Regions from separate parts of the Mus musculus genome. Here region 2 is linked to region 1. A link is a contact called in public HiChIP or PLAC-seq data. All regions are on one chromosome and are shown on one strand. Each heading gives the region's core, a stretch centred on a gene start, on an enhancer-like site or on the middle of the called end of the contact. The rest is flanking DNA. Distances are from core to core; before and after follow the strand shown. Region 1 has its middle 15 kb from the start of Cyrib. Region 2 overlaps Asap1 (ArfGAP with SH3 domain, ankyrin repeat and PH domain1).

Evidence for each region. HiChIP or PLAC-seq counts read pairs in DNA pulled down with a chosen protein or histone mark.
Region 2: a contact with region 1 is called in a BATF HiChIP or PLAC-seq map of CD8 T cells, with 8 read pairs. The contact joins two enhancer-like sites. A contact is called at or near these places in 1 of 115 datasets of contacts at active chromatin or transcription factors (CD8 T cells) and 1 of 9 other capture datasets (liver).

What each region holds. Positions count from the first base shown.
Region 1 is chr15:64,074,529-64,077,072 of GRCm38.p6, reverse strand. No RefSeq gene overlaps it. Among named protein-coding and RNA genes, the nearest start is that of Cyrib, 15 kb to the right of the region's middle. Within about 2 kb of position 1,277, at least 112 of the 459 cell types and tissues checked have an H3K27ac peak or open chromatin away from gene starts, as enhancers often do. A contact at or near this core is called in CD8 T cells, where this site is marked.
Region 2 is chr15:64,204,826-64,207,369 of GRCm38.p6, reverse strand. The region is part of intron 4 of Asap1 (ArfGAP with SH3 domain, ankyrin repeat and PH domain1); the gene reads left to right. Among named protein-coding and RNA genes, the nearest start is that of Gm20717, 110 kb to the right of the region's middle. Within about 2 kb of position 1,274, at least 34 of the 459 cell types and tissues checked have an H3K27ac peak or open chromatin away from gene starts, as enhancers often do. A contact at or near this core is called in CD8 T cells, where this site is marked.

The DNA.
Region 1 (2,544 bases), core at 28-2,527:
TGAAGGCATGCACTGTGCCCATTTTCCGTTTGAAATAGTATCATTGCACGGGACATTCACTGTTTGGCTAGACTAACTGCTCAGCAAGCTCTAAGAACTCACCTGTCATCACCTGTAAGCACTAGGGGTATGGCTACCTGTGGCCATGCCTAGTTTTTTACCTGGGTGTTGGGGACCTGAGCTCAGTTACTAACTAAGCCATCTCCCTAGCCCCTTTACCAACAGTTTTTTTTTAATTACTTTTTTTTTACAGTCTAGTCATTGCCCTCCTCCCCATCCTCCCTTCCACAGTTCCTCATCCCATTCTTCCTCTCTCTGTCTCCAAGAGAATGCCCCCCTCTCCCCGCCAGGCCTCCCCACTCCCTGGGGCCTCAAGTCTCTCAAGGGTTAGGTGCATCTTCTCCCACTGAGCCCAGACCAGGCAGTCTTCTGCTCTATATGTGTCAGGGAGGGGGCTTAGACCAGCTCTTGTATGCTTCCTGGTTCTTTACCAACACTTTTAAAATAAAATATAGACTTGCATCTGCTCTGGAGTAAAGTTGAGGCCCAGTAAGAACCTGCTCTCTCTTGCTCTTTTTTTTCTGGGATGTGCCAGCATCCCAGCACAGCCCCCTTAGTCCTATACCCCATCCCTGCAAGGTATGCTTGGTTTCTCCTAGACTTTGCTGGGATTAACTTGAACCTGATCTCCCAAAGCGATAAGGAGGGATAATGGGGAGATATCATATTTTTCATATATTATTAAGTTAGAGATGGTCTTTTCCACTTATATGGACTGCCTATGAGATTTTCTGTCCACTGAAACCAAAGGAAAGTCACACGTTAGTCTTTCCTAGCCAGGGAAAATGGCCTTTTGATCCCAGGAAGGATTTCTTAGTCTCCTGTGAAGTGTCTGTCACCACACTTTTAAGGGTTCCTAGACTAGCTATCCTATGCCCACAGGGCCCTTGAGCCTGAGCCCACCATGCTGACAATGAATGGCTGTGCTGTTTCCTAAGTCAGGCTTCAAAGCAATCTGGGTAGAGGGGTTTGGGGGAAGGGCTAGGACACCAGACCTAGAGCGAAGTCTCTGGAGGTTCAGACCCTGACTTCCTGTAATAAGTTGATTCATCCGCCACAGGCGTGCTCTCGTAAGAGTTAGTGAGCTCTGTGGATTTAAGAGTAAAAATGAAACTCTTCAAGTTCCTCTTCTTTGGTCCTCAGGTCCTGGTGGTAAACCCCCTCCCCACTCTGAGTCAGTTTCAGAGTCGTGGTATCAAGGCAGAAGTACTGGTGTCTGGGCAGCTCATCATCTCCGGGGCAGGCAGGATGCCCCTGCTCACACACCTCCAGCAGGGCAGAGTTCCACTGATGCCATAGAGTTGGGCTCAGAGCCAAGATGAGGCCATTCTTGCCCCTGCCAAACAATAAGTTCAACTGTTCACTTGAGTGGATTGGTCCACTAACTAACCCAGTATGGCCATCCAGGAGATGGAAACCCTGAGCGGGTAAACTGTAGGGACTTCCGAGTCTCCGGGTGTTAGAGGATGCAAGCTGAGTCTGTAAGGGTTCCTACTTCTTATACCAGAAAGCCTCCCAGGGGCTTTCTGAGTAGATGGTTACAATTGTTCTTTGTAAGGTGACATTCACACTTTTTTTTTTTAACTTACTGGAAACAGCGTGTGCATGTGAATGAAAAGAGACAAGCTGAGGCGGAAGTGGCTGGCGCCTGAGCTCTGGCCTCTCCAGATTCTCCTGGGCCCACAGTGTCAGGTCGCTCACAGCCCTTTCCAGCCTCTACCTTACCATGGAGTGTCTGTTGGCCTTACCTCTTCCCTACCCTCTTAGTGTTCTATCAGTGCTTCCGCATCTCAGTTAGCAAGCTCCTAATGGATGTCAAGTATGCCTGCCCATCAGCAAGCGCTGGCCTGAACGAGCACAGGGTGAAACCTCAATCGAAATCTTCAAGTAGGCGGGGCCACTGAACCCTGCCCCTCCCTCTTACCCTAACTGTATAGAAGAATCCTGGAGAAGCAGATTCTTCCTGATGGCCCAACAGAACGTTCCAGAATCTCTAGTCCAGTTGGCATTGGTTGGCCTTGGTATAAATAAACTGTAAGCCTAACAGTGAGGAGGCTGAGGCAGGAGGATTTCCTAGACTTCCATAGTAAGTGTGAGGCTGGCCTGGGTTAGAGTATAAGTCCCCATCTCAACAAAACCAAACATAAATGGAAAAAACGTAATTCTATTTGTCGCACCCTGTTAGGAAGGAAGGACCATTGAGAAGGAGCATCCTTAGCAGTCACAGAAAAGGGGCCCAGATGTGGGGACCACCTACACAGAATAGTGGGCTGAGGGGGAGTAGAGTCTGGCTCTGACACTTCTTGGGGACCTAGCCAGATGCATGACCTTGAACAAGCCTTCCCATCTCCCACATTTACTTTCTTCAACCGGACACAGGGATGGCAAGCTCTGTCCATGTCTTGGTATCACAGAGAGCACCTGTGTGTGCCTGTGTGCTTAATGCCAGTTTACGCTGCAGGTCCTCCAACACCGAAGAGCCCA
Region 2 (2,544 bases), core at 25-2,524, 130 kb before region 1:
TCTGAGGGGGAGCTTGTTCCTGTCAGCCCCTCCCCACTCCTTAGAACATTGTACAATATTATCATCATGTTTTATGCCACTATGTCATTTCTCTGACTTCAAGAAGATTATAAGATATTTATTTAAATAACACAGATAAGTTAATGACTGTTTGATAAGTCCAGGTTTGATTTTTAATCAACAAAACTGATAGAATGAATAAAAACATTTATGTTTCATATAAACATAATATAAAAATATGTTTATATTAATAGGGACTTATTAGAGTGGCTTCCAGTTTGTGGTGGTATTAAAGAGTTGTTGAGGGGACTTAGTGTGCCTAATTTCTGTATTATATTGTGGAAAATCAGTAAATCCAGCTCGACAATGGTTGTCTCTTGATGGCAATGCCAAGAACCCTGTAGTTGTTTAGGTCATGAGGCTGGATGTCTCTGCTCTGTTTGAATATAGAAGTAGGGTCTAATACCTGTGAAGGACCCCTCAGCAGCAGGGCGGATGACCCTTTCCATGGAAAGCCAGGGCACACCGGCAGGAAGCAGAAGCTCCCTCCTCCACGGTCTTTTATATGGGCTGGCGCCAGCAGATGTGGCCGGACTTCAGGTGGGTCTTGTCACCTCAGGTGACCCAAAAAGGAGTCCTCACAGGTGTGCCCAGATGTTTGGAATTTAGTTGACCACAGATGTAACATCTCAGATCAGCAATGACAGTTGTCTCAGTCTGGAGTGCCTGGATGTTGTTGAAACCTAATTTACAACTTCTGTCTCTGACTTCATTCTGGTAAACCCCTGAAATGTGGTGGGCCTTTTGTAGGGAGTGGCTTTTTGAGAGTAACCAGAAAAGCCACAGGCATCCATTTGAGGGACTGATTCCGTTTTGTTCTGTTTTGTTTAGCTTCTCACATGAGTGGTGTTCATATGGTTAAGCTTACTCTGATGTCTCAAATGCTACCTTAGTTTTCATGCTGTGAGGTGACAATAAAATACACTTACAGTGTATAAGATGATGCTCAGGAGCCTTACTGGGATTTAGAAAAACATTAAATGAACGGGATTCATAAATGAAGAATGGCACATATATACTGCTAGACTCTATACTGTATACACTATACACAGGTTTCAAAAAAAGAAAACTGTAGCTTTGCCACACTTGTTAAGCTCAAGGACAATATTTGACTGCAGAAAGAGATTCTGGGGATCTAATGTAGTATGACAGAGTGCTAAAGGACTGCCTCTCAGAGAACATGGCCACTAAGCACTGATGCTATCCTCTAGACTAAGTCAAACAAGCCCATGTCTCAGATGATGAAACTGGAGCTTAGCCAGACAACTTACCCAGAGTACCACACTTGGGAGGAAGATGAGCCTTGCTCATTACACACACTGTTTTCATCACCTTCACCTGCTGTGTGACAGGGCTCACTAAGTATATCATAAGTTGCCTGTTGTATGTTGACCGGATAGGTTCTTCATTGGGAAGCTGCCTTCCAGTGGCTGTAAGTACCTGCTTACCATGAACATTAGTGAGGGAGTCACTCAAATGTAATCTGTGGCTAGTGTGACCTGTGGGTTGACCTTGTGGTTCTGTGATGGGGATCACATAGAAGTTGTACTTGTGGTAGGAAGTGTAGAGGTAAACACAGATGGCTTGGGTCTCCTCATGGGCTACTGGGACCTAGTGCTGCCTTTGTAGTCATAAACCAAGATAATACAGTGAGCTTTTTTTTTTAACCAGGGGATTTGGGCAGCACAATGACACTTAATCCTTTAGAGGTGACATTTAATCTTTTAGAAGTACAGTTAGGAAAACAGAAGTGGTTTATATCTTTCCATGATATACTCAAAGTGCAGTCCAAACTGTCACTATCCCAGTGACTTTGGCCTCATCCTGAGAAGCCATAAGAGGCCAAACATTGGGAATCTTTCCCAATGTGTTTTCATAATTTCCTTGTTTTCTTACAGCGCTTAAGAGACAGAAATCCCATTCAATAATGCTTAGAGATTTAAGAAACATTTTTGTATTTCTGATTGGAGATTACCAACCATTCACCTTCCTAAAATGATTTGAAAAGTACTCAGCAATTATGAAGGATCATGTTTATAAAATGTGTTCTTTTTTTTTAAACACATAAGCTTTGACAATACTGATTACTGAACAATGTAGAATAAAAAAATATTTTTTGAAAAACATTATCTTCATGGAAGACCTTAAGTTTGGAAATCATTTTGGAAATTTTTCTCTCTTATCTTTGACGTGTATTAGAGTACTTAAAAATACATGCAAAACTCAAAACCTGAGAAAGCAATCCTAGGCATTTTTCTCTTCCTTCTGTTTTTAAAGCCTTAATTTATTAATCTGTGATTTAGTCTGTGCAGCTCCTATCTCCCCCGCCCCCTTTACTTTTGGTAATTCATTTAAAATAACTGACCCTTTCCTAAGGGTTTAAAGTCTGTTAAATTTTTTTGATTTTTTTCTTTTTTAACAAAGATCAAGCATAGTTCCCCCTTCTTGAGTGTGACCCGGACTTAGAAACTCCCTTCTTCTGAA